Linked DNA regions of Mus musculus: regions 1, 2 and 3 are each linked to region 4. The links are chromatin contacts, called in public HiChIP or PLAC-seq and Micro-C maps. All regions are on one chromosome and are shown on one strand. Each heading gives the region's core, a stretch centred on a gene start, on an enhancer-like site or on the middle of the called end of the contact. The rest is flanking DNA. Distances are from core to core; before and after follow the strand shown.

Region 1 (5,000 bases), core at 582-3,081, 460 kb before region 4:
AGCTTTCCACCAACAGGGCTGACAGCATCCTCACCAACAGAACTTAAGCCCCAGGAATTGAAGAGGGGCAACTGAGCAGATGGATACCTGAGCAATGAAGACCACGTGCTTGCCACTGAACTTTTTCTCCAATTCACGAACTAGCCGGACTTGGATTTTCTGGAAAGATTTAAGCTGAGGAACTGGTACAAAAATTATGATAGCTTTCCGACCACCACCAACTTCGATTTCCTGGGAGGAAAAAATGTCTGTGTCATTTTTCAGTCCTTAACCTCCATCTTCCTCATTCAAATGGCACCACTCACAGCCAAATACCACCTGAATCAAGGACCCGCCCCCTTCTGAGGCAGAGTCCTTGTAGTCCTTGTAGTCCCAAGTGCTAAGATTAATATGCTCTGCCACAACCAGCAAACAACTCCCCCCTCAAACATTCTCCTGTGGTTTGGACATAGCCTAGGGGTTCGCAAGTTAAACCATGACGCTCATATTGAGGTTCTAAGGTGGAGCCTCCATCGCACAATCCCGGTGACTCTACAAGAGACACCAAAAGGCCAGCAGAGAGCTATGTCCATATGTCCATCATCCTAGCACTGGAGAGGTAGAGGCAGGAGGACGGAGTTCAAGGCTAGCCTCAACTACAATCCAAGTCGGGAGACCAGCCTAGGTTAGAAGAGATTCTGTCTGGTGAGTCTGATCAGACCATGACTCTGGCCATGTGCCACCTCAGGATCTCCCAACATGATTGAACCATCTAGAAAGGTCAACTTTAAATTCACCATGGCCTGGGTATCTCTGATGTAAGGCTCTTCTCCAAATTCAAAACTTTCCAACACTATGAAATTGACCAAAAAACTCAATAAAATTAACACTCTCCCTGGGTGGCTGAGCAGTGGTAGTTCAGGGCACAGGACCCAGGTTCAGTTCCCAGCACTCACAAGCATTTGTAATTCAAGTTTCAGGAACACGCAAGGTGCATGTACATTAACAGAAGCAAAATACTAACTTACAAAAACGAAACACCTGTCAAACGCCAAACTCAGAAACACCCACTGATCCTCAACCGAGTGGTACTGGGTCTAAACACTTCCAAAAAGTTAAGGTTAATGTCAGTGGGGAAAGAAAAAAAAAAAAAAAAAAGTCCAGCAATCAAGTGCAGAAGGCAGCACGGACTTAAGCGTGAGACTGGCCTGCACTGGAAGTCCCTGTCTGCTGCCCTCCCGTCTCTTGCCCCGGGAATAGAGGCTGTCAACCACCCGTGGGCAGCGAGCGAGCGCACTCCGGGGTCCCCGCTCACCTTGGCTGCGGTGATGTTGAGTTCCCGCAGCTGCGCCTTGAGATCGGAGTTCATCTCCAGCTCGAGCAGCGCCTGGGGAGACAGAGAACGTGGGCGCCATGCCGGGGGTCAGGGGACCCTGAGGTCAAGCGCGATCGCGGGGGGCACCCGGGCGACAAGCTCACCTGAGAGATGCCAGACTCGAACTCGTCCGGCTTCTCGCCATTGGGCTTCACGATCTTGGCGCTCGAGCTGAACATGGCTTCACCCTGAGGGGAGGAAGGTGCCACCGGTCACCTGGGGCGCGGGCCGCCAAAGCCGGGGCCATCTACGGGCGCAAGGCGGATAATCCGCTGCATCCCACCCCGGGGAGCAGGCTCTGCCGCCCCGGACGCCCCCCAAGAGTCTGTTCCCCCAAACTCTGCGAAAAACCGCGGCCACATTGCGGCCCGCGAACCTACCTGACGGATCGCCGGCTTAGAAAGAGGGACGGCTCTCGCGAGAACGGCTCATATCCGGGTGGCGGAAGAAAAGAGGTGGGGACAGCGGAAGTAGGTGGGTGGAAACCGGAAGCTCTTCTGAAAAGAGTTGGACCGCCTAGAGTGTACCGGAAAATAGTTCCCTACTGGGAACTAATGCGGGAGGATGAGCGTGCCGGTTTCGCTTGTTCCCGGTAGTCGTCAGCGTTCGGCTCCGTTGGTGAAAATTCTCCGCTCCCCTAGTTGGAGACCTGGGCAGAGTGGTGGCGGCCGGACGGCCCTAGGAAAAAGAAAGAAAGCAGCTTCCTTCCCCACGAAGATGGGACGTTTCAAATGTTTCATTAGTCCCCAGCTTTCTCCGCGTTTCCTGCTAACACAATGAAAGGGAATCAGCATGGTGGTGGCGCACGCCTGTAATCCCAGCACTCGGGAGGCAGAGGCAGGCGGATCTCTTGAGTTTGGGGCCAGCCTGGTCTACAAAGAGAGTTCTGGGACAGACAGGGCTACGTATACAAACCATGTATCAAAAAATGAGGTACGGGGTTGGGGCGGGAATCAGACTTGTGTTCAGCTCTTCCTATAGGGAATCAAATTAGTGAGGTAGTGTTAATTAATAGTCATTAATTCCTGGTTTTTACGTATATTGCTTGGTACAGCAGACGATTCTAGAACATGTCCAGGAACCCCTGTCTTCACAAGTATGAAGCTGCCCTGTTGAACATCTGCCGAGAATGCTAAATATGGTGGCTCATGCCTTTTCTCAGGATTCAGAGGCGGGGATCACTGTGAAGGCAGGCTTGGTCTGCGAGTGCCAGAGCTGCAATAGAGACCCTGTCTCAAAAAAAAAAAAAAAAAAAAAAAATCCATTTTCAGAGAGTACCAATAACGGAAGCTGACGGTGGGGTTAGCTGTAGAAGGCCAGGCTTCTGCCTGCCTGGGCTACCTGCAAAACAGGGACAGTTAAGCCCTAAAAGGTGGGGAGAGCAAGGAAGCCAGGTCAGTGAGAAACACTAAAACAGAATGAACCTTTAATCTCAACACTCGAGAGGGAGAGGCAGAGGCAGACAGATCTCTGAGTTTGAGGCCAGCCTGGTCTACAGGACAGCCAGGGCTACATAGAGAAACCTTGTCTGGAAAAACCAAAAGGGAGAAAAAAAAAAAAAAAAAGAATGAAGACAGCCCTGGGAGAGCACTCTCTATAGTGGAGCAATTTCCTTTAGTCAGGGCATTGTCAGAAAAAAAGAGACAGACAGACAGATTAGGAACAGTAAGTCAGAAAGATCTGAGGATGGGAAACAACAAACTCATCAAAGCAATGTTTACTGAAGAAATGCCCACCACTGCTGACTGTCACCCTAACTTCATGTGCCCTGTGAGGCTCTGCTCTAGACAGGCAATACAAGCACACCTGATTCACATGTAGTTGAATAGCCTGTTTTAGCCTAGAAGCTGGTTACTAAAACCAAGTGAATCCTTGTCATCACGGAAAACACAGTTTGGTAAAGACATTATGTAAATACATGATGAAATATACAGGACTGGAGGGATGGCTCAGTGGGTCAGAGAGCGATGACTGCTCTTCTGAAGGTCCTGAGTTCAAATCCCAGCAACCACATGGTGGCTCACAACCATCCGCAATGAGATCAGATGCCCTCTTCTGGTGTGTCTAAAAACAACTACAGTGTATTTACGTATATTAAATAAATAAATTTTTTTAAAAAATAAATATACAATATTTTGTTATGGCTTGCATAACAAAAAAATGTGCGAAAGTGTAAGGAGGACAGATGTACACTTTAGGGAGTTAGGAAAGCCTTTGAAAGGGATGATAGAGCTGGGCATGATGGCGCACACCTTTAGTCCCAGCACTTGGGAGGCAGAGGCAGGCAGATTTCAGAGTTCGAAGCCAGCCTGGTAGTGAGTTCCAGGACAGCCAGGGCTATACAGAGAAACCCTGTCTCGAAAAACCAAAAAATAAAATAAAATAAAATAAAATTTAAAAAAAGAAAGAAAGGGATGATAGTACTACCCTGGGACATGAAGGAGCAGTTAGGACCCAGTCACTTGGCACCAGGTACATTTCACCCTTACACCACATTCTGGAGCAGAGATAGATTATTTAGCCTTTTGGGTTTTACTGTCTGTCAAGGTGAGTGGAGAAATTATTACTCAACTACGAGCCAGATCCTTTGTTTTGTCTTTTGTCTTTTGTCTTTTTTTTTTTTTTCAAGACAGGGTTTCTCTGTGTAGCCCTGGCTGTCTTGGATCTTACTCTGTAGACCAGGCTGGCCTTGGACTCATATAGCTCAGCCTGCCTCTGCCTCCTGAGTGCTGGAATTAAAGGCGTGCGCCACCACCACCTGGTTGCAATCTTTCTAATTTTTAAAGGTTCAGGCAGAGGAGGGTAGCAGCATTCACCACTAGTCAGTCCAGAGGTCAGGAAGTAGAGACAGGTAGGTCCCTGTGACTTTGAAGCCAGCCTGGTGTGTATAGTGACATTCAGGACATTCAGGGGTCTTTGAAAAATGTGTCAAATTGAAGCTTCTTTGATGAGATGTATATAAATTATACATATAAATATATATTATTTAAAACAAATTTTAACTTTAAACTTATTTTGATTATATTCTTCCAACTCCTTCCAGACTCTATACACCTCCCTACCCACCCAACTTTAAGTTCTTTCTCAAAAAACAAAACCCTAATATATCAACAAAGTCCCCCAAAACAGGAAAACAGCCCCCGCCCCCAGACACACCAAAAATACCAGACTGTAATGAGATAAAAGCACACACAAACTGAGGAGTACATTATACGTCAACTACTCCTGAACATGAGGCCCACCCTGCAGTGATTAGGACACCCAGTGTCACTTCATTCGAGAAAACTAATTTTCCTCCCCAACAGTTATAAATGGCAGGAAGAAATGTGTATTTGAATCTATAGTCCTGTCTGACCAATCCTGTGACCATGGAAGAACTGTTCCCACTCCCTTAGTCCATATGCCTCTCTGCCTGACCTTTGTCTCTGCTCTTTTTTTTTTTTTTAGATTTATTATTATATGTAAGTACACTGTATCAGATGCACCACAAGAGGGAGTCAGATCTCATTACGGATGGTCATGAGCCACCATGTGGTTGCTGAGATTTTGAACTCAGGACCTTCAGAAGAGCTGTCAGTGTTCTTAACCCCTGAGCCACCTCTCCAGCCCCCTTGTCTCTGCTCTTATATACTCTGTTTAGTGGGAA
Region 2 (5,208 bases), core at 2,553-5,052, 320 kb before region 4:
GCATGTTTGTAGAGAAGCCCACCTTTTGTGATATGGTGGGAGGGGCAGCATCTTTCAGTCAAGGCTGAGGCTTTCAAGATGTGTCTCAGTGCACAGCTGGTAGGGAGGACAGGCCTGGAAAGTAGATTGATGGTTTGAGGCCAGCAGGCTTTGGGAACCACTTTTTATCATTTTGTGTCCTTCGGTCAGTGTCTGTGTATACTTTTTGCCTGTGTGCTAAACTCTTAGTGGATCTTACTGAAGATGGGAGAGAGAACCATGGGAAGGGAGCTTCTAAGAAGAGAGTTAGACATGGAATGCACTTAGACAGGTGTGCCCTTGTGTAAGAATCTTGGTTTGGACACTGCTGTCAACAGCAGTGCTCAGGTTGTGTCTTAATTGGGATATGCAGGATCTCCACAGTCACGGGAAGTCTGAGAATGGTGGCATCTTGATGGATACACAGGTGCTCCAGTGCCTTGAGAGTTCATGTGGGTGATAGGATGGCCTGGTAGTGCAAATGGCAAACCTCTTTTAGTCATTGGGAGGAAAGGCAAAGAAGGCCCTTGTAACTCCAGTGTCTCACAGGTCTCACGGGCTGAGTGCTGCTCTTCACTCTTGTCGAGGGGCAAGAACTTGTAATAAGATAAAGAAACCTGAGGATTGTTACCACCAAACTGTGACTCATCTGTCTTTGCTTATATCTCTGCCAGGATGAATGTGTAGGCACATATTGTCACAGGTTATCCAAAGGGGTTTGTGCACTGTGGGTCTGTATTTAGCCATTGCCTGTAAAGACTAAAAAAAAAGTTTTCAAACTTAGGGTGGTGTTTGAAGATAGTGAAGATAGAAAGGCCAGCCCTACCTTTTTGCACTAATCAGTTTTTTAGCAGTCTTGGGGACTGAATTCAGGACCTCACACATGTGAGGCAAATCTTGTTCCTTTTGAGCTGCGTCCCCAGCCCTTGTACTGATGACTCCTTAAGGAGCATGTGCCCCTATGAGCAAAGGGGAGATATTTCCATAGTAGACAGCACACAGAACTTGTGAGTACTTAGCACATGGTATCAAATTGCTGGTGGGGCCTGAGGACAGTGGTGACAAATAACAGGTCTTGATTGTTTGCTCATCCTAAAAGTGGTGTTATTGCCATCTGGAAAAAGTTCAGTCACTCAAGTAAAGGCAGTGATGATATGCACTCACAGATTTCACTGCCTTTGGTCTGCCAGACCTTTTTGTAGTCTGTCTTTCTCAAAATATGTTTTCGGTAGACTTTTAAGCCTTACGAGGATTTTGCCTCTTGGGCTGCCTTCATGTTCACTTACAAGGTTCATGTCCATCACAAGGTCCATATCCATCCCAAGGTCCATATCCATCACAAGGTCCATGTCCATCACAGATTCATGTCCATCACAGGTTCATGTCCATCACAAGGTCCATGCCCATGACAAGGTTCATGTCCATCACAAGGTCCATGTCCATCATAAGGTTCATGTTCATCACAGGTCCATGTTCATCACAAGGTCCATGTCCATCACAAGGTTCATGTCCATCACAAGGTCCATGTCCATCACAAGGCTCATGCCCATCACAAGGCCCATGTTCATCACAAGGTCCGTGCTCATCACAAGGTCCATGTCCATCACAAGGTCCATGTCCATCACAAGGCTCATGCCCATCACAAGGCCCATGTTCATCACAAGGTCCATCACAAGATCCATGTCCATCACAAGGTTCATGTTCATCACAGGTCCATGTCCATCACAAGGTCCGTGTTCACCACAAGGTCCGTGCTCATCACAAGGTCCATGTCCATCACAAGGTCCATGTCCATCACAAGGTCCATGTCCATCACAAGGTCCATGTCCATCACAAGGTCTGTGTCCATCACAAGGTCCGTGTCCATCACAAGGTTCATGTCCATCACAAGGTCTGTGTCCATCACAAGGTCCGTGTCCATCACAAGGTTTTCATACAGTTCACAGGAGAAGGAAAGCACACATGCCAGTGAAAAGACTTTGCTGTTTTATGTATTTAAGATTTAGTTTATCTTTATGTGTACATGTGTCTCTGAATATCTGCCATATGTGTGTGGGTGTCCTTAGAAACCAGAAGAGGACACCAGAGCCTCTGGAACTGGAGTTACATGCACTTATGAGCTACCAAGGTAGGTGGGAATTGAACTCCAGTCTTTTGGAAGAGCAGCAAGTGCTCTCTCTTATGGCATGCTGAGCCATATCTCCAGACCCAACTATCCTGCTTTAAAAGCATTTTTATTTTTCCGACTTAGCATGTATTGTGTGTGTTCATACTGTCCATGTGTGTACTGTGTGTAGTATGTGTTTTATGGTGTTCTTTTACACATGTGCACCCATACATTGACATAAGCGTCTGTGTGTGAGTGTGTGTGGTGTGTTCTGCTTTTGCTGATACTATCCTTGCTGATACCCATGTAGCAGTGATCTCACAGTCAGTAGAGGGCACCATTGTCCTGACACTGTGTCCTTGCTTGTGGCCCATCACAGGGTCCCCACATTATGTGTTCTGGTGGCCTCAATCTTTACTGCTGCTCTGAATGGCCACATGCCATTCCTGAAACCTTCTCTTCTGACCCTTGTAGAAGTGTGCTCTGACTCTCAGACTTTGCATGCAAGACGTGTCTCAGACTTGGATTGACTCCTGCCATCTCCCTTCTTGTGGCCAGGGTACATTCATGGGGTTGGCACAGATCTGTAGAGAATTTAATTCCTGACTCCTAAACCACAGGAATTCATAGATGGTTCCTCAGTACTAGGGGCCGTTAGTACTTGGGATGGCTAGAATATGGTAGGTGGTCTGGCCAGAACCTGGAATGTGGTATGCCTTCACCCTCTAGATCTCCATGTGCACACCTTATTCATGAAGCCTTTCTGCAATGTCAGCAGGAGCTTCTAAAAGGCAGCACAGAACTCTTAGGGCAGCTGTAGCGTAGGGGCCAGATCCATAGGGTAGATCTGGTATATCTTTTTCTAGTGTCAACCGTATTGATTTTAAGCAATGAAAGGATTATTGAGCCCTGTGACAGGTCTGTGAGGAAGGTGTAGCTGTAGTGTCTAGGACAGAGAGAGGACACACAGCCCCAATACAGGGTTCCAGAGCATGTGGTCCAGAGGGACAGACAGATGTGACCAGCAGCAATGGTGTGATTTGAATGCTGTGTCTTCTCATGAGGTAAAGGTAACTGCCCACTCTGTGGGTTAGAGGCTGTGAAATGGTTTTTTCAGAGCAACTGCTATCACTTGAGCTTTATGCGTGGATCCATGAAATGCGGCCTCCTGCAGTGCTGGGGAGGGAAGTTAAGCCATGCTTGTTGCATCTGTGTCTCCTGCTGTTGAGCATGTAGCTTCTTCAGAGGAGCATGGAGGGACATCCCAGGGGCTCTCCTGCTTGAGTCTCTCTGGCTCAGTTTATCTGTAGCCTGGAGTTGCTGAGGCAGGTGATCCACAATACCCTGCTGGTCCCAGTACCCTGAGTGCTCTGATTACAGTAATGGCCACATCCACGGGTCAAGGTACAACCTCCTGTTAAAAGCCACCATTTCCCCTTTATCTCTGTGCCACGTTAGAAAAGAATTATGTTTTTCAATTTAAATGATTGCTTGGTGAAAATGAGCTAAGAGAAGAAGGGTTTCCTGGGTAGAGAGTATCTTAAGGCTTCTCTCTATAAAACCAGAATTCTGAGATGAAATGATCAAGAGTCCTTTGAGAATGGCACCCGGGAGAGGTAGGGAGAACAATTAGAGTCCATGAGGATCACTGTCGAGGGGATGCTAATTAAATGTGGGAGCAGAGGATGCCTGGCTGCACGTGGGGCCCTGCTGCATATCTCTGAAGCGTGCTGGCTTCTGTCGTTGCTTACTTCCCTTCGTGCTTGCTGAGCAGATATTAAGACTGAATAACAACTTTGTTTTAAGGTAATATATACTTGGAAACGGCAGGGCTAGCTTTTCTCATGATCTTGGGCCAAGAAAGAGTTCTTTGAAAAAGAGAGAAGAATCAAGAGCTTACTGCTGAGGACCTGTCACTCTGGAGACCCTTGGGGCTCTTCCCGTGCTGGGGCTCCCAGGCACCCTCCCTATTAGTCTGTTGGTGGCAGCTTCTTTTTAGAACCCCTGCCTTCCTCAGATGTTGAATGTGAGTGTCTCAGCACTGCCAGACCTTGTCTGCAATTCCATCCTAGTTTTCACACTACAGTATGCTCTGAAAGGAAGCATGTTATATTTAAGTTTAAACCTAAATGCAGCATGTTACTCAACAGCGCAGGCACATTCTGAGAACTGTGTGGCCGGGTGATCTCGTCATAGCATCACAGAGAGTGCTTACATACCCTAGGTGGTGTGGCCTCACAGGCATCAGGCTACAGGGCATGAGGACGACATAGAGCCTGCTTCTGTTAGCGCCAAATACAGAAAAACTTAAGGCTAAATCTAGCCCAAGATGTGGTGCAATCAAAACGCTGCTGCCCACTGACACGGTAGTCTGTTTAACACTATGTGTGTTTCTTTGGTAAGAAGATGAAAAATTAGTGTGGTAAATACATAAACCAGAAACAGTTAATTTTCACTGGAGTGTGTCGTTGTATGTGGCATGAAACACCAGTACTCACATGAGTTATGTGTTGTGTGGTGACATCACTAGGTGATGAAGACTTTGAGCAACTCTTAATGTGCAGCTTATTCCTGACTGAATTAGCATGAATTTCATTTCCTTATCTAATGAGTCTTAGTCTTTCTGGGATAAGCAAATGTCACATTGGTTGAGCTGCCTTCTCTGGAAGAGCTGTGTGCTGAAGATGACTGCCCTGGGAGGAACTGAGGGGATGGAGAGTTAAGTGTGTCCCTGCATGGACATTGGATGGTACTTTTCGTAGACTTCTTTTGGTTTGGAGTTTGTATATATTGATTCATTGACACCACTTGTTGTGGTGAGAGATGAGATATCCACCCCACGTCAACTCCCCCAGGTCCCTGTGGTTGTGATCTTGGCAAACAGTCATTATGTTAATTGGATGAGGCCTCCTTTTGGGTATGAATAGCCTAAATTTTATTCTCTTTAAAATTTCAATGCTGCCTGTTTTAATCAATAGTTAGTGATAAACATAGCATAAAGAAATGAATTCCCTATCTCTAGCTCATTTCCAAGTCTCTTGATGTATGTGGACCGAAAGTAGTGATGCTAAAGGCCTGTCTAA
Region 3 (5,095 bases), core at 1,140-3,639, 280 kb before region 4:
AGCTGCCTGCTAAGATTCAAGAGTAGCTACCAGCTTTGAAGGCCGCTGGGTGGAGCTCCACTGTCAGCAAGTGGTACCTTCCAGACCCAAAAAGGCCACAAGTAGTTGGCTATTTAGTGACAAAAGTGCCCCATGCTGCTCCAGGTCAATTGTAATAGTGCTGGAAAGTCATGGGGCCTTCTTGTCACCCTGTGGACCTGTTTTCCTTGGGCATCTGAGGAACCCCTCCTCTCCCTGTGGCTGCTGTTAACCAGGTAATATGAGGGCTTGGCCCCCTGCTGATCTGTGTGTTCTGGTTTGGGTGTAAAGCAGAAGGCAACGTAAACAGGAAAGTTCAGTGAAGAATTACTAGAGAGGAAAGTAGCTGCCCTCGTGCAGAAGGGGACTTTAGTATCATGCCAGGATACCTGAGGAAAAGGGACCTTGAGACAGTGCTGAGCCTGTGGAGTAGTGTCGTCCAGGTCCAGGAGGGCAAAGAACCTGGGGCCAGAACAATCCAGAGCTTGTCTGCCTCTTCTGGGCAAGCCATTGACCGCTTTCCAAAAGTCCATGGGGTGCAGAAGCTTGGGAACCCCCTGGCAGCCACCAGTGGGAATGGGTACAAGGCCTTCTAGGGCTGGTGTGGACAAGAAGCTATCTACCCTGTCTCTGTGTAGAGAGGCTTGGGAATAACTGAGTAGACCAAAGCAGAGGGTACAGAGAGGCCTAGGATAGAGACCCACTTAAAGGCCCACATTGTTCTAGCCTTTCTCCCTACAGTCTCCATTCGGTGTCTCTCTTAAGAGCAGTAAGCCCTCTGCAGTGTGTACAGAACAGAGGGTGCTAGCAAGGTTACTGCCTGAAACTGGAAGTTGGTAACAGGATGTGGATACAGCAGCTGGAAAGGCCAAAGAGTCAATACTTGAGGCTTGAAGGCCACATGGTCCCACATTCTTTCTCCTGCCCTTTTGACCAATCTTAACTTATGGACATACAGAATAGGCCAGACTTGACTAGTACTCACTCTCTCAGCCTCTGGCCAGCTTTTGTGGAGAACCCAAGGATTGATATAGTCTGTAGCAGGACATGTGTGTGTACCTGACCCTGCTAGGTAATAGGTGGCTCTGAGGACCCTTTCAAACTGCTCTGGTGAAAATTAAGGGCTGCATCAATCTCAATATTAAATCTTGCTTTCTTTTGTGTAGCTGTGGCACACCTGGACTGCACACCCTGCTGGAGAACCTGGCTATTTGCATCTTTCTCTAAAGGCTTTGTGCTCAGGCCAACAGATTCTGCCCTGGGGCTGGGAAAGAAGGCAGCAGCCAGCTCATGAGTTATGGGGGCCTTGCTCTGTGCCACCCATGATGGAGTGTCTGGTGCCTTTGACTGGCATTTTTCTAAGCTAAACTTCTTGGGACTTTCCTGTCCCCCTTCAGATGACTGGCTCTCCTGCATACCAAAGATGGGATGCTGCCAGGGAGAAAGGATTGGCCTTGCTGTTGACTGGGCCATCTTTTTTGATACACACTCAGGAATCAGGGAAGTAAGTGCAGGTTGGACTAAGCCTCTGTGAGCTGGATTTGAGACAGAGCCCTGCAGTCCCACTTGAGCACAGACTTATGTGTACTCTGTGCTCAAGTCTGTAGGAATGGGCAGAGTCCGTGGTCCTAGAGGCATTGCTTACAGGTCTAGCTACTTCTTTTCTCTGAGAGAACTGGGGTCCTCCTAAGACTGAGGGCTTGGTATGTGACTTGTCTCAGGTGAAGAATGGAGCAAAAGGCCATGGCTGTTCCCTGACCACTTAGGACAGTGCTCTGCTGGCACCTGCAGTGAATCGTGTGGTGCTCGAGTGCAGCAGAGCTGCTGGGTAGAACTGCTGACAGTACCCTTTCTCTGTCACACTCACTTCCCAACCAGTCTTTGCACTGTGAGCAGGAACTTGTGCACCTGTCACCTGCACAGAAACTTGAGAGATGTCTGTGCCCTGTTACGTCTTCCTGGAGAGGGACAGACCTGGTGTCATGCCGGGATACCTACAGCCCTGTCCCCTCTCTAGCGTCAGTCTGTGCGTCCCTCATACTTATTGTGCATTCTGCATGTGACCACATCTCTGAAGCACTGTGGAGGCCACTGGAGAATGTATTTTTAATCTCAGGTGCCAGGGCACTCAATGTACAGCAAGAGCTGTGCCTGTGTCAGGTGATTGCCTCGACCGGATTTCATCTCACTCACCTGCCTGGTCTGCAGCAGATGCTGAGGTGGCTGGAGTCTCTAAAAATAGCCCTTAGACTCTGAATCCGCTCATTATGCAGCAGCCGTGGAAGCCTCCTCCTCCTCCAGCTGGGGATCACACCACGTCCCCAGCCAGGGCATTGTTAGCCCTTTAGCAAGCTGGCTGCAGCTGCTATTCAGCCCACAAAGGCTCTAATCTCCTTTGAATTCCTCTAAGCCTTTTGACTCTAATCCCTTACAGCACGCAGCACACTCCATGGATACAGTTGGCGCCTCAAGTATGCCTCTTCTATTCATTTTGCCCTGATTATCTTTTTATCTCATTAAGTGCTTTTAGCTCTTGTGTTTCATATAAAAAATAGAAGCATCAAATTGGTCTTAAAGACATAACTTAGTATTTTCTCTTTTAAAGCAGTGGACTTTTCTGAGGCAAGAGTCTCTATTTTATTCCTGATGCCGGGAATATAACGAACCTTGTGAACTTGGAAGAGTCGGTTACCTGCATCTAGCCTCAGTTTCCTCATTGCTAAAATAGAGAGGTCAGGTTATTGAGTGACAGTTGAATTTTCTAGCTTAGCTATCCTGTGGCTCTCTGGCTCTGTATCAACATGACAGAGTTGCTGTGTGCACCAGTGCTATGATATGCTTGAATACAGAGGCTGTGCCTGGCTCCCAAGCTTAGCTTTATATAGGGCCAAGGCCTAGTGCCCTAGCTTGGTTTTAATGCAGATCCTGTTTCCTTGTGGTGGCCTGCTTCTGTCCAGAGGCTGTGCCTGGGATGCTGTCTCGTTTGCACACAGACCTTATCTCTTGTGCCATGTCAAGGCTTTGTTTTATACAGCGTCTGTGCCTAATGCCCTCTGCAAGCTCCTAGACATGGTAGTATTACTCTTGCCCAGGTGGTTACATCATAGGACCTTATTTCAGGCATGTGTTACAACAGAGATAAAAGCCCAATCAATGCCTCCTTGCTTATTAGAGCCCATTGCTTCTGAAGGTGGGCTTTCCTCCTTGAAAGTACCTCTGCTTCTTTGATATCCACTGGATGTGCACTGACTGCTCTGCTGAGATGCATGCAGCTATGGAAATCCTCAGAGTTTCAGAACCAATTTGTGTGTCTCTGTGGCATCCCTCCTGTATTCCCTGCTTAGCTCTGTTTACCTTAAATTTCACCTGCTTCTGAGGATGCAGTTTCCTGTCGTGCCCACTGGTTCCTGGGACTGGCACCACAGTTCTCATTAAGCTGTGGTTTTATCTCCAGGGCCATGGTGCGGGCAGCTGCTGCTGGAGTGAGACACCTGCAGCTTTCTTGTCTCCCTGGTATGTTTGTGTGTTAACATCTTTCTGTGAGTAATTTTGGACATTCTTGAACCCATTAAAATTTCAGTATAAGCTTTGAAACAGAAGTTATAATTTTTCAAAATAAATTTACATATACTTGACAGTCATTTTTGCTTTTTTCTTACTAATTTTTAGAGAAACGTATTGCTTCCCAACACTTCTCCTTTAATTTTGAGTTTATAATATAATCACAGCATTTCTTTCTTTCCCTTTCCTCCCTCCAGTGGTTATTCCGCACACCCCCTCCTTGCTCTCTTTCAGATATGTCCTTTTTTATTCTTATTGTTGCATGCATATTCATACATACTAAATACTCCCTGCTCAGTCTGTACGGTGTTGCTCCTGTGTACTGTTTCAGGGCTGGCAGTTTGGTGTTGGGAGTGAGAAATGCTGAATTGCAACATTTGGAAAGTGTCTAATAAGGTTTGCTGTGTCCACTGCACAAAGAACCTGGTCAGACACAGTGTTGTCCTCTAGCCCTAGGAATTCACCTTCCAGCTGTGTCTCTGCTAACTGGCTCGCTGTTCACATCCATCTGGGGGAAAGGTTGCTGTACCTTTCCACTTTAGCCCCCCTTTTTGCCTAAGAAATATGTATGCTACCTTAGGTATATGAAATAGTTTCACATATCAAGCGTTTCACATTCATAAAGAAATTGCTTTTAAAACAATTCTTTGGTGTATGTACAATTTAATATATTAAAAATGAAAAAAACCAGCTGGTCATGGTGGCGCATGCCTTTAATCCCAGCACTTGGGAGGCAGAGGCAGGCGGATTTCTGAGTTTGAGGCCAGCCTGGTCTATAAAGTGAGTTCCAGGACAGCCAGGGCTACACAGAGAAACCCTGTCTCGAAAAACAAAACAAAACAAAACAAAAAACAAAAACAAACAAAAAAAAAGATGAAAAAAACCCCACATATGAAGTGGGTGTACTTATTTATTTATTTTACACAGAGAATTGAATATTGAGTGAATACTTGATATTGGAGCATCTTTGAAATTTTCAAAGTTGATCAGTATTTTGGTTTCATGATCATCATGATCAATGCTAAGAAGGCAGCTTTGAAAAAACAACATAGTATAGAAGAGCAGAAGCACATTCAGGATTTTCTCTAAAATTGTTGTAACCCCTAGCCTAGTCCCCAGCCAAAGTACACTGAGTGACTTTTAATTCCTTTAAAAAAATTATTTATGTGTGTGTATGTGTGTGTGTGCCTGTGTGTCCAGTGTCTGTGTATATCTATATATGCCATGTGTGTATCTTTCAAGGCCAGGAAAGGGTGTCAGATCCCCTAGAGCTGGAGTGGTTGTGAGCTGCCTGATGTGGATCTTAAACCAAACTCGGGTCCTCTGCAAGAACAGCAAGTGCTCTTATCTTCGGAGCTATCTCTCCAGCCTCACTTTGAATGATTTTGGTTGAGACTCCATCAGCAACTCAAGCAGCAGTTTTCAGAGTCAAGCAGTGAAAGATAAATGCTGAGGGATGATGATGGAAAGCATTAAAAGTCTTTGCTTTTCTATGAATACTTGAGGAAAATGGATG
Region 4 (5,001 bases), core at 1,415-3,914:
CAGTATGACCAGCCAGCTCCCCATTCCTGCCTTATGCCATTTCTGGCATGATGGACTGAATCTCAGCTGGAACTGTTAGCCAAGATAAACTGACTTCTCCTCTAGGTTTCTTTTGGTCATGGTGTTTATTACAGCAATGAAAAAGTAACTCGGTCAAGACCTCACTAGAAGTTCCTCTAGTAGAATCGGAACTCAGTTTAGATGGCCTTTCACACCAGCAGTAGATGTTGCCATTTCACTCACAGCCAAAATGCTGTTGTGGCAAGACAGGCCCTGGTGCATGGCACTCTTGTAAAGAGAGCAGTCAGGTCTATATTCCCACACAACTAGGCAGAAGGTACAATGGTGTGTGGCTGCACACCCGTATAATACACAAAGCCCTTTTCCCAGGCCAGTGTCTTTGCCTGGGGAAAAGAGTAAGACCCCTCTAGACAGTCAAAACTCATTTCTGTAGATGGCAGATCAGGGGGCTCCAGTGCCACCAAGGATACTAACAGAGCATGGAACATAGTTCTGGGTCACTGAGGGGCAAATTGACCCTGGAAACCAGCTCTTATTGCTCCCCTCACCAGATCTTTGCTTTAGAAGGAGAACAGGTAGAACTCATGCTTTTAATTCCAGCACACAGGGAGCAGAGGCAGGCAGATCTCTGGGAATCCAAGGCTAGACTGATCTGCAAAGCAAGTTCTAGACCAGTCAGGACTACACAGTGAGACGTTGTCTCCATCCTCCTCATCCCCGCCAAATGAAAGAGAACATGTGACTTCAACCCCAAACATGACATCGGTATGTGCCATTTAGAGCAAGGGGCTTTAACAAGAATATAAAATAGAGGAACCTCTGCACAATCTTCCTCTGTCACATCTCAGCTAACCTCCATCTTGTGTTCTTGCTGAGGCCATTTCAGGGTTAACTAGAATTAGATCTCCTTGATGGAGAATCCCTTGGAAAAGTATCCAACTCTATTCTAGGAATCTGAGTTGATAGCTACACATCTTAGCTTTGTTTACGCTGCCTGATTGTGTAAACCTCCCCAGTGCGGCTGCTGAGTGAGATAACCAGAAGTGGTGTTTAGCCCCTTGTTCTAAATGCTGGGGGTCCCCTGTGGACCCCCCAATACCTGAATATAGTTCCAGCCAGCTGGAATAAAGACCTTTAGTTGACTATAAGCTGTGTCATTTCTGGTGGTCTTCTCATAACAACAAATAAAACAACTTCCCGGTGCATCCCAGAAGGCAGCTTTGCAGGGGAGAAAGTAGCCGTGAAGTTAATTGGTCAAAGGATACATTCTTACATTCTGTTCTAGAAGGGGAGCCCTGTAGCTGTGCTGGTTGCAGCTGCTCTACAAAGGCCAACTGGTGGTTTTGAAGTCTTCCGGGTATAGTATCCTAGCCAGAAGCTCATGGGTATGTTCTGACTCCTGGCAGACAGGCTCTCTGGTCTTTGTCTTGGAGAGGGATAATATGGACCTTCTGCTAGTCTGAGAGGCAACTACAGGACCTTGGGATTAAAGCTGATTCCTCCTAAAAGGCTCAGGAATGGGCCTTCCTAGAAGCCTGGGGGTGCGGGGGACATTCCATTGCTACCCACTAGGTAATGTTTCCCTGGAAAACATGGCATACCTGGGCAAGGTCTGTAGAAGAAGATCTCCCCTACGTGACTAATGGATGCACTGCAGGCATGCAAGGAGGGGCTTTGGGACTTGAACTGTCCTCTATAAGCAGAATGACCTGAAACAGGTCACACACTTCAGGCTTCATGAAGAATAAATTACAAGCATTGTGAAAGACAAAGCAGTAAGGTGGCTGCCATCACTCTCTGCTACGGGGGCTCCTGCACAGATTCTTCTCTGCCAGGCTACCCCTCCAGCACAGTTTTGAATCCCATTTTCTTTTTCCCTAAATCCTCCAGGATAGATAGCTGCTGGCTGTGCTGGCTTCTTGGGGCATAATCAGCCTCTGGTCACCTCCCTGCTGGGCCTGCTATTACCCCTTGAGTGAGCTGAGGCTGTGATCTTACCATTCAGCAAGAGGCAGCCACTCCATACAGCAGAGCCTCCTCTTGAGGCATCCTCCTTCCATAGTGGGGCACCAACAGCTCTGGGGACTGTGCCCTCTTGTTTGATTTGTTTCAACTCTCCCCATGCCCTCCTCTCCCTGCAGAGGTTCTCTGAGGGACCCTGAAAGGTGTTTGTGTGTGAAGACTTCTAGGATGGCTTCTGACTCCTGGGGATGTTTTAGGTCTGAGGCTGATACCCTAGTCTCAGATTCCAAGTGCCTAAGACTGTTTACAGAAGCCTCCAGGCCCTCCCCACAAAGGTAGCCAAGTTGGTTCATTAATTCTGAAAACACCAGTCAGAGCGCTTTCCTTGTGCCACTGGTGCAAATATATTCAAATGATCATTCAAATGATTTAACAGGCAAAGGGTCAGCCTTCCCAGAGTAAATCCCATTTCTAATGTGCCCATCTGAGTGATTTCATTAGGGTGCAATGTTAAAGAGAAGTGTATACCGCTGCATAACTTATACAAATGTATGCAAATGAAGTGCTTGAAAGAGCCCTGGTGGAATTCCTTGGAGATTCCCCAGCATTCCACTGCTGCCCGCGGATCAGCTGTTATCATCACAAAGAGCAGCAGCTCCCAGCAGGGACAGGAGGGTTAGAGAGGCTAAGATGTGGGGAGGGGAGAGCAACAGCGACACCCAGGAAGCCCTTCCAGTTCTGGAGAGCGGTGCCTGCCCCGGGCTGGCTGTTCAATCAACCTCCCCCACAGAGCTGGATTTGCAGCAGTCTGCCTGGTGCTCAGAATACAAATCAGCTCTAAACTTTTGAACCCTTTTGGTAGGAAGAGGAAAAAAAATCTTCATGAGGAGAAGCCAGATGCAGATCCAGTCTCGGGACGAGTTAAATTTATTTTCAAGGAATGAGGTGGGGAGAAGAGCCAGGCAGGGCCACCAGAGCTTCTATTTGGACCTTCTTGGGGGCTGCCCCCGGCCCTGGACTAATTGGTCTTAGATTGAGAGCTGGATAATCAGCACGGTGGCATCGTGCCTGTCACCTTTCCGAGGAAAACCCCGAGGTCAAGCATACATGTCTATAAGGATGTATTTATTTTGCAGTGTTGGGGGATGAACCCAGAGCCTTTCATATGCTCAGCAGACGCTGTGCTAATATTGGTAGATATTGGGGTTTAAAGGGTACCTGCCAGGATCTGCAGGCATTTGTGCTCTGCGACAGGGAATTGGACAGAGTCATATGGATGGTGGCAAGCAAAGCCACAGTAGGATTTATTGCAGAAGAATACACTTCCAAGGGAGGAGGTGGGAGGGAGCAAGGGTGAAAGTTTCGAGGCTCGAAAGGTGCCCATGCAGAAAAGATTGGGACATTTGTAGAATGTGCTCTTTCATCTGTGAGTTCTCTATGTTACAAGTCCAGGGTGTATGTCGAGGGGCATTCCAGTCTTTATATCTGCCAGTGAGTTTGGGTTTTTTTTGGGGGGGGGGAGATATGATAATTTTGTAGGCTTTGTACGAAGACTTCCAGGCTCCACTCTCCTGCCTATTGTCACTGAGCTGCATTCTCAGCTGCCCTTGTTAGGGTTTTCATTGCTACAACAAAACACCATGACCAAAAAGCAAACTGGGGAAGAAAGGGTTTATTTGGCTTACATTTTCATAGGTTCATCACCAAAGGAAGTCAGGATAGGAACTCAAACAGGGCAGGATCCTGGAGGCAGGAGCTGATGCAGAGGCCATGGAGGGGTGCTATTTATTGGCTCTCTTCCCCCCACCCCTCCCCCCCCCAAGATTTCTTATAGAACCCAGGACCATTATTAGCCCAGGGATGGTACCACCCACCGTGGGCTGGGCCCTTCCACATTGGTTACTAATTGAGAAAGTGTCTTATATCTGGACCTCATGGAAGCATTTCTTCAACTGAGGCTTCTTCTCTGATGACACTAACTGTGTCAAGTTGACACACATTAAAAACAACCAGCATACCAGCCTTTGGTGAGTTTAGGTCTGGTGCAGCCCAGGACTCTTTGCACTTGAGCCCTCACCTGCTCAGCCTCTATAGTGATAGATTGATGGGAATGTGCATGCTACCCCCTCTGACAGGTGACAGGTCTTTGGTATCATCAGACCGCAAAATGCTCAGCCAAATGCATATTCTCTACTTGTGTCTTCAGGACATAATGGACTGCCCTCCTCTCTCTCCTTCACTGTGTAGTCTCCTTCCAGAACACAGGGGAAGGTCTGTACCTGTCTCTACAGAGCCAGTTGGTACAGAGGTAATTTAGTGAGAGAGGCACAGAAGGTCTGTGGGTCACTTGACCAGTCCTTTCAGTACTCTGTTTTGAGGCATGGTTTCACTATGTAGAAGAGGCTAGCCTCAAACTCATAGAGATCCACTTGCCCCCTCTGCCTCCTAAGTGCTGGGGTTAAAGGTCTATACCGTTATGCCCCTGTTTTGTCACTCTGGAAGTTTATGTGCAAGGTGAAGGTCACCCATTGCCTTTGGTGTCCCATCTACCCTAGACACCTGGATCAGAAATTGCTTTGAGACTCCAGGGCAGAACCTGGGGTCCGCTATATGTGGGGCCTAGTTTAGCTTAGGGACATTGGGGTACAGAACTGGCTTAGCTGTCATTTTGGACATAGCCCTTTTTGTCAGCCCTTGTCAGAGTCCTATAGTGCTCTCTCTGGGTGTTGTTCACTGCAGCTGGCTGCCTAGAACCTTGGCTACCTAGAATCAGACATCTGTGGGGTCAGAATGCCACCATCTTGTGTGTACATGCATGTTTGAGTGCTTGTGTGAGTGTGTGTGTGTGTGTGTGTGTGTGTGTGTGTGTGTGTATCTGTGTGTACATGCTTTGGGGCTCTTCACATCCATCCTGGTATCATGGATGAGCTTTGATCCTATCACTGCCTGAAGAATTATCCTCTCTAAGATACCCCATGGCCCTGGATGAAAAAGATCTTATGTAAATCCTTGTTTTCC

What was found. Hi-C and Micro-C count contacts between places; a contact is called where the count stands out from the background. HiChIP or PLAC-seq counts read pairs in DNA pulled down with a chosen protein or histone mark.
Region 1: an H3K27ac HiChIP or PLAC-seq map of epiblast stem cells shows a contact between it and region 4, with 4 times the contacts expected there. The contact joins the promoter of Rps7 here to the enhancer-like site in region 4. A contact is called at or near these places in 5 of 39 promoter capture datasets (the C10 cell line, embryonic stem cells and liver), 13 of 115 datasets of contacts at active chromatin or transcription factors (T-cell acute lymphoblastic leukemia, embryonic stem cells, epiblast stem cells and 1 more) and 2 of 9 other capture datasets (adipose tissue and embryonic stem cells).
Region 2: an H3K27ac HiChIP or PLAC-seq map of stem cell-derived neural progenitor cells shows a contact between it and region 4, with 4 times the contacts expected there. The contact joins two enhancer-like sites. A contact is called at or near these places in 1 of 484 Hi-C or Micro-C datasets (forebrain) and 4 of 115 datasets of contacts at active chromatin or transcription factors (astrocytes, embryonic stem cells and stem cell-derived neural progenitor cells).
Region 3: a Micro-C map of stem cell-derived neural progenitor cells shows a contact between it and region 4, with 4 times the contacts expected there. The contact joins two enhancer-like sites. A contact is called at or near these places in 1 of 484 Hi-C or Micro-C datasets (stem cell-derived neural progenitor cells), 6 of 115 datasets of contacts at active chromatin or transcription factors (astrocytes, embryonic stem cells, epiblast stem cells and 1 more) and 1 of 9 other capture datasets (embryonic tail).

Annotation. Positions count from the first base shown.
Region 1 is chr12:28,634,122-28,639,121 of GRCm38.p6, forward strand. Rps7 (ribosomal protein S7) reads right to left here and starts at 1,832. Exons shown (of 7, transcript NM_011300.3): 1 at 1,735-1,832; 2 at 1,459-1,542; 3 at 1,295-1,366; 4 at 88-231. The coding sequence starts at 1,533.
Region 2 is chr12:28,771,554-28,776,761 of GRCm38.p6, forward strand. The region is part of intron 3 of Eipr1 (EARP complex and GARP complex interacting protein 1); the gene reads left to right. It overlaps Gm46345, which reads left to right. Exons shown (of 2, transcript XM_017315316.2): 1 at 1-1,592; 2 at 1,683-5,208. The coding sequence starts at 1,168. The coding sequence ends at 2,211. Among named protein-coding and RNA genes, the nearest start is that of Gm46345, 7.2 kb to the left of the region's middle. Within about 2 kb of position 3,803, at least 14 of the 459 cell types and tissues checked have an H3K27ac peak or open chromatin away from gene starts, as enhancers often do. A contact at or near this core is called in stem cell-derived neural progenitor cells, where this site is marked.
Region 3 is chr12:28,815,207-28,820,301 of GRCm38.p6, forward strand. The region is part of intron 3 of Eipr1 (EARP complex and GARP complex interacting protein 1); the gene reads left to right. Among named protein-coding and RNA genes, the nearest start is that of Gm46345, 51 kb to the left of the region's middle. Within about 2 kb of position 2,390, at least 117 of the 459 cell types and tissues checked have an H3K27ac peak or open chromatin away from gene starts, as enhancers often do. A contact at or near this core is called in epiblast stem cells and stem cell-derived neural progenitor cells, where this site is marked.
Region 4 is chr12:29,093,562-29,098,562 of GRCm38.p6, forward strand. No RefSeq gene overlaps it. Among named protein-coding and RNA genes, the nearest start is that of Gm31333, 46 kb to the right of the region's middle. Within about 2 kb of position 2,665, at least 110 of the 459 cell types and tissues checked have an H3K27ac peak or open chromatin away from gene starts, as enhancers often do. A contact at or near this core is called in epiblast stem cells and stem cell-derived neural progenitor cells, where this site is marked.